2 separate regions of the Rattus norvegicus genome follow, and region 1 is linked to region 2. A link is a contact called in public Hi-C data. All regions are on one chromosome and are shown on one strand. Each heading gives the region's core, a stretch centred on a gene start, on an enhancer-like site or on the middle of the called end of the contact. The rest is flanking DNA. Distances are from core to core; before and after follow the strand shown.

Evidence for each region. Hi-C and Micro-C count contacts between places; a contact is called where the count stands out from the background.
Region 1: a Hi-C map of the A7r5 cell line shows a contact between it and region 2, with 2.9 times the contacts expected there. The contact joins the promoter of Nav1 here to the promoter of Rnpep in region 2. A contact is called at or near these places in 2 of 12 Hi-C or Micro-C datasets (the A7r5 cell line and frontal cortex).

Annotation. Positions count from the first base shown.
Region 1 is chr13:49,668,805-49,672,354 of GRCr8, reverse strand. Nav1 (neuron navigator 1) reads left to right here and starts at 1,351. Exons shown (of 33, transcript NM_001427517.1): 1 at 1,351-1,556. It overlaps LOC102553722 (a long non-coding RNA gene), which reads right to left and starts at 3,096. Exons shown (of 3, transcript XR_010057209.1): 1 at 2,344-3,096; 2 at 755-939.
Region 2 is chr13:49,268,251-49,271,884 of GRCr8, reverse strand. It overlaps Rnpep (arginyl aminopeptidase), which reads left to right and starts at 2,255. Exons shown (of 11, transcript NM_031097.2): 1 at 2,255-2,712. The coding sequence starts at 2,266.

The DNA.
Region 1 (3,550 bases), core at 102-2,601, 400 kb before region 2:
ATGTACTAACGCCAGGCACAAGCACGTCACCTGCACTACCTCCTTTAATCCTTTCAGAACTATTAGAAGACAAGACATACCGTTCTTGTAGGAAACTGAGGTAGCCAGAGATAAAAGAACTTGTTAAACCCGGGGGCAGCAGACTTGAACTCTGCGCCTTCAAAGCCCACACCTTTAGCCATTACACACAGAGCAAGGGGCTTGTGGGAGGTATTAATTCTGCAGCTGTCTCATCCCTCCAAAGGACAATGTGCATTCGCGGACAAAAGTCATATTAAAGTCATTTCCCTGGCTACCTGAGAAAGATCCTGTCTACTGCCTACTTCCCCTTATCCTATGACTCTGAGTGTCTAGGTGGGGCCTCAGGCAAGACCCTGGAGCTCTAATCCTGACTGTTCCCAGACCAGGGAGAGAGCATTTTGCTTTCTCTCCCAACCACCAACCCCAGCACCTTGAAAATAAATCAGTCTTCCTGATTGTTGGCTGAAGCTGGGAGAGGGTAAGATCCTCAGGTCCTGAGTCCCTGGTGGCAGGTGTTCTGTGTCACGCACAGCCTCAGCTGCAGTCTGGAAGGCCCCAAGTCAGGAGGCAAGCGCCTTAAGCTCAGCCCCATCTCAAGATTGAAGATAGTTGCACAAGGATGTGGGTACCATCTTGTAATTTCTCCTCTCTTCTTCCTCCCACTTCTCTGCAAGGTTCAGTTGAACCTCTACTATTTGCTAGATAACTTCCCGGACTTCCTGTTACCTCTCACCCAAGGGTTCCAGATCAGACAGCATGACCCTTGCAGGGTCCCAAAGTGGACGGAAATGGATGGGCGGCTCCAGAAGCAGGTTAGGACTCTTCGTCGATCCATCTGCACCTTTCTCTGGAACAACTGAGGTAGTTAGAGGACCTGGGCTGGAGGACCTCTCCTGGAAGTGATGGTGGCGGGTCCTCCTGTAAAGGAAAGGCTCAATTGTGCTAAGGTTTCCTGTCCTGACAACTCCCGGCGTAGCCCCCGCCACGCAGCAGCCGCCTTTCTGCGGCCGGCCGGCTGGAGAGGCGGGGCAGGAAGGCTAACGCAGGAAAGGGTTACGGGAATAGCTTTCCAATGACAAAGTCTGGAAGGGACCCATGCCTCCGCCCCTCTGCGGGTTAAGCTGGCACAGTGCAGGGAGGAAAGCGAGGGCGATCCGTAGCCGGGCCTCCCCTCCCGCCCACCCCCAGCCGCGGGCGCTCCTGGCTCGGCCCTCCGCCGAGGCAGCCGGCGTGTGCCTAGGGCAGCGGGTCACCAGGCTCCGCCCCTGGCCGCCCGGCCCGGGGGACGGCACTTTGTTCAGGATGCCGCCTCCTTCTCGTAGTAGAGCCGGAGCCCGCGACCGCCCTAGTGAGAGGCTGGAGGCCGGAGCGCGCGGCGCGGGCTGAGACTCGCGCGGGGAGCCGGCTGGGCCCCGGGAATCCCCGGGAAACTTTCTGGTCGCAAGGAGAAGACGCTCGGCACTGCGCTGCTCGGGCGATGCGCGACTCTGAACAGCGGCGGCGCGGACCCACAACCCGGGACCAGAGTCGCTCCGGTGAGTGGCCCGCACGGGGCGGGCGAGGCGGCGGCGCTGAGCTCTGCACTTGGAAGGGCTGGAGTCAGCCCAAGGGAGGAGAGTCTGGTGCCCGAGGGAGGCTGCGGGCTGGCGCAGGAGAAGCGCGGGATAGTAACCGGGATGCTAGTGGCTTCGCCCGAGAGCCTAGACGGGGCAGCTGGACCTTGTGACTGTCCTAGGGTTGACAATGCGACCATCTAACTACAACCCTCTGAGCTTCAGTTTCCCTTCCTAAGAAATACCTGCCATTTAAAGTGCGCTAAGTTCCTGCAATCAAAGGCACTAAATGCTGTGTTATTACACACACACACACACACACACACACACACACACACAGAGAGACAGAGACAGAGACAGAGACACACAGAGACAGAGACACACAGAGACAGAGACACACAGAGACAGAGACACACAGAGAGATACCTCCTGACATACGTAGTCAAGACAGACCACCACCACCACCATCACCACCACCACCACCACCACCACCCACTCTGAAGCAGATAGTTAACTCTGAACATCCCAGAAGGAGCTAAAAGAAGAGCTGGGGCAGGTGACCTGGCTAGGCTGTTCCAGAAATGTGCACTGCCCAGCCACCACTACCATCCCCCTGCACCGGAGGGGGGGCGGCTATGCGGAGAAGCGCCCTCTTCAAGGCTGTTTCTTCTGGCGTCTGCCCAGGACGTCCGGGAGCAGAAAGAGCATCTCGTGGGAGAGAGGAGGGAGGAGAAAAGAGAAGCTGGGAAAATGTGAGAGAGATGCTCACCTGAGGGTGCGAGCGCGGTGCCTGGGCTTTTGTGGTCCCTTTTAATCTTCAGAGTCTACCAGAACTGGCCATAGGATAGAGAGTGGGCCAAGTCTGCTGATGGCAAAAAGGGAAGGAAGGAACTGGGGCGGACCTGAGTGGTGAGTGGCTCGGGCAGTGCACTAGAGTAATGTCCATCCAGCAAAGAGAGTCCCTTGTCCCCCAGAGCTGAACACAGGAAAATCAGCTGGTGACTCAATGGGACTTTGTTAGGACGGTCGGTCGGAGAGCGCAGCTGGCGCCGGCTTAAGGGAAGTGCTGGATCCCCCCTTGATAACACACTGTTTATCTGGCTTCCTGTTTCAGCCATTGGGATACCATTGGCTGGTTCAAATTCAATGCTGAGAAGCCTGTGGCCAGTTCTCCCGACAAAGGCTGTGGGCTCATACAGACTTTGGCACTGCCACCTACTTCAATCCCTGGGCTTTTGGCACCCCTGTCACTCACTTGTGATGCAGTAGGAGAACTTCGCAGATGATCACTCCAGAGACGTTGGCTTCCCTCAGGACAAAGATACCCATTCCTCCTCTTACTCACTGTTTTCATCCTGCTTTGGTTGGTGCATCCTTTTACCCTGGGAAGAGAACGGCAGCCATATGGATATCTCCTGAGATGTGCTTTACCCAGGGGCGGGTTTCTAGATAAATTCTCTGTCAGAATGTAGTTTCTCTGGCTGTGCTATGGACTTTGGATGCAAGAACAAATCCTGCTCTGGTCCTTATGCTCATTAAGTTGATCCAGAAAGAGAGATACTGCTAGAAGAACAGGCACTTTTATTTTCTGCTCTGTGGCAGCCTCCAGGGGCCTTTACCTGAGGTTGCCAGGTAAAGGGGCTGCTGCTAATCTGAGGCCTCCAGAGGGCTGGTCTTAATTCGCCAGAGGCAGGCCTTTGATTCTGTTTTGGACTTTAGTTATTTTATCTCCCCGCCCCCACTACCACCACGGAGCTGAGGACTGAACCCAGGGTCTTGCTAGCAAGTTCTACCACTGAGCTAAATCCCCAAACCCTTGCTTTGGATTTTAGACAGGTGGGAATCTTCACTCGATCTGACCAGCACATCATAAGCACTTTATAAATATTTGCCAACTTAATAAAACTGGAAGGGAAAAATCTTTTTTTAAAAGATTTACTTTTTTAATGTATATGGGTACACTGTAGCTGTTTTAG
Region 2 (3,634 bases), core at 1,006-3,505:
CTGTACAGTCTGGAGAATCATGTGGACTTTCTCTCAGTTTCAGATGAGTGAGTTTATTAGACACGTAGCAAGCAAAGTAAAGGAACCAATAGCAAGTAGCGGATAGACAGGAGCAGACACACAGCAAATCATCAGATCAAAGCCAGCAGAGGTGACTGGAGCAGTGGAATCAGAACCAAAGATAGCATCAAATGAGGGCTTAGAGACATCCATCAGGAACTGACTGGGAAACTCAGAGGTCAGCTGGAATTCCCGGTCTAACAGCTTTTTATGGAAAAGCTACCCCACCCTACCCCGGGAATTTTTATCCCATGGAATAAACAATAGTAACTTCCATAGGAAGAAACTTACTTTCAAGCTGTTCGGGAACTCAGTGTTTTTAATAACTTTAGCAGCTTACTGTTTTCTTTCTCCCCTTTATATAATGGGGGATGAAGGTGGGGCTGTGGCAGCCTGACCCAGGATGGGGAATTCGGAGGACATCTTAAACAAGTTTGGGTTTGAAGTGGAGAGGTCAAGTTTCCAGCGCCAGCTTCTTGGTAAGCTTACATAGCATGTTACGGGAACGTCCCTGGTTCTATGATTTTTACTGCATTAAGAAAAAAAGCCAGGGCTTGAGAGATGGCTCAGTGGTTGAGAGCCCCGACTGCTCTTCCAGAGGTCCTGAGTTCAATTCCCAGCAACCACATGGTGGCTCACAACCATCTGTAAAGAGATCTGATGCCTTCTTCTGGTGTGTCTGAAGACAGCTACAGTGTACTTGTATATAATAAATGAATAAATCTTAAAAAAAAAAAAAGAAAGAAAAAAAGCCAGGTCCACGTATGATGAGTTAAGACTTTAATCACAGCAGTCAGGAGGCAGAGATAAATAGATCTCTGAGTTTGAGGCTGCAAGTCTAGGCCAGTCAGGCCTGCATTGGTGAGAAGAGGGAGAGGGCCTGGGTTATAGTTCAGTGGTAAATCATTTGCCTAGCATGAGTGAGTGTGTGGGTTCCATCCCAGTTCCTGGGGGAAATTTCATCTTTGGATAGAGACATACTACATTCTAAGCGTTGTTATCCTCCAAAGACATGAACGAACATCTGTTCACTATGGCTAGGGGTACTGCAGACCACCGAACAAACTTACCCATAGCTCCACAGGAAAGAGTGTCCTCTCCCTGCCTGGTTCCTATTTCTGTAACCTTGTGAACCCTGTCACGTTCTGAGCTACCTAAGTTGCATGACCTCTCTTCTTTAGGACTGAAAAGTTTCCATCCCTAGGAAGTGGCTACATTTAACGTCTTCATCTGTGGCCACTGCAAGGCACCGGCACAGAAAAGAAACAAAATGTAGAGGTGTGTCTAGTCAAACTGAGCCATGGAAGGGAAATAAGAACACGCCATGGGCCGCAAAGCATTTTAGTGCAGGGATGAGGGTGTGGCTCAATGGCAGAGTGCTTGCCTAGGGTATGTAAGACCCTGGATTTGATCCCCAGCGTTGATAAATATTATCTAGGAGGGGTGTAATCTTCCTCATGCTGATGGAGGACGGCTAGTTTGAGACTACCCTGGGCTACATAGTAACATAATAAAAAAAAAAGTTACATGATTTCAAAAACTAGTGAGCTTAACTAGCCCAGTCTTAATGAACTCATTTAGAAATATAAACTTTAGGGTAGAGAGATGGCCCAGCGGTTGAGAATACTTTGCTGCTCTTCTAGAGGGCCTGGTTTGGTTCCCAGCACCCAAATGACAACTTATAAGGTCTGAAACTCCAGTGTCAGACTCTGACTCTCTTCTTCTGGCATCTGCGGCCACTGGGCATCCATACACGCTGGAGAACACCCATCCACATTTTTTTTTTTAAATAGAAACAACTAAATTTAAGCTGGGTGGGAACCTATAGATATATAACGACAGAACAACAAAATGTCTCTGGTCCTGACACAAAAGTATAATAAAAAAGGTCCTTCCAGAACCCTTTCATCCAGGTTCTGTTCTCCTTGCAGCCTGCTGACTGCTTAGAGGATGGGGAATCCGTAAGGCTGACCTCGACTGATGGGCGATCTACCACAGCAGGGGGTGGGGGAGGGGGAACCTGTGTGAAGCTTGAAGAAGGGTTGCACGCCACAAGGGAGGAGACAACCCCAGGGGATTAGGAGCGGTGGCCGCTTGCATTCCTCGGGGGCGGGGCGCATGGTGGCGCGTCGCCTCGAGGCGGAGCCTGCCAGGACCCGAGGAGCGACCGGCCTTCCTGGCGGGTGAGCAACCGCTCTAAGAGCCATGGAGAGCAGCGGACCCAGCAGCTGCCACAGCGCGGCCCGGCGGCCACTTCACTCGGCACAAGCCGTGGACGTGGCCTCGGCCTCCAGTTTCCGCGCCTTCGAGATCCTGCACCTGCACCTGGACCTGCGGGCCGAGTTCGGGCCTCCGGGCCCGGGTCCGGGGAGCCGCGGACTGAACGGCAAGGCGACGCTGGAACTGCGCTGCTTGCTGCCGGAGGGCGCCTCGGAGCTGCGGCTCGATTCGCACAGTTGCCTGGAGGTGATGGCGGCGACCCTGCTGCGGGGGCAGCCCGGAGACCAGCAGCAGCTCACGGAGCCCGTGCCTTTCCACACACAGCCCTTCTCGCACTATGGCCAGGCCCTGTGCGTGGTCTTTCCGAAGCCCTGCTGTGCCGCCGAGCGCTTCCGGCTGGAGCTCACCTACCGCGTCGGAGAGGGACCAGGGGTGAGTGCGCGCCGTGCGCCGGGGCCACCGGCCTTTCCCAGCCCCCTTGGCCAGCCTGCCGCTCCAGAGCCAGAGAGCAGGAAACCTGGTCCTGCAGCTTCCACGGGACATCCCTGGGCGCAGACTCCCCTCCCCAGCAGCCGGCTCTGAATTCTGGCTCCCTATTCCCCATTCCTGGGCTCGAACCTCTCCAGCCGTGCTGTGTTCCTCCTGCCGCTCCTTCCTGCCTCCCTGGCCTCTGTCCGGATTATTTGCTTTAGATTGCCCCGCATTGTTTCTGTCATCCACGTGTTAGATCAACTCGTCCGCTATCCTGTGTGTCTTTTCAGGATGAGAAACGGGATACGCAAACTTTGCTTTTTGTTTTGTTTTATAATCCTTGAAGTCTGGACAGTGTTGATTAATTAGCTGGTTGCTGACAGGATCCTTTCTTGTGAAAGCAAGCACGCCCTTTTGGTTGCACAGGTTTAAACAGCCCGTGAAGCCTAAATAATCATTTTTGTTTCCTCCTTTGAAATCCTGTATTTGACTTAAAAGAATCCGAGCAAGAACGAGAATGTGTAATGAGTACTCTAGGCTTTATAATAATTTGGTCTTCTCAGTAACTGTTGGTTGGTTTTCAAGTTTTAAGGTTTTCAGAGAACAAACATTGGAAGTTAAGGTAACTATGTAGCGGACATCTGTAAGAGTGACAGCCTTAGGCTGGGTTACAAGGCTCACCAAAGCTGTTTGCAGACAATTGAGTTTGCCTATCCAGCTAACAGTTCCCCTTTACTGACCCAAAGAGCACTTGACTTCCTCCTTTGATTGGAGGAGTAAATGAGCCTTGAGATGGAACTTGTTAGGGAAACTGAAAGGCTAAAGCACCGCGGTTTAACCTAGCACCAAAGGCAAAGTCAAGTTCCCTTTGGTGCCAGGAGGG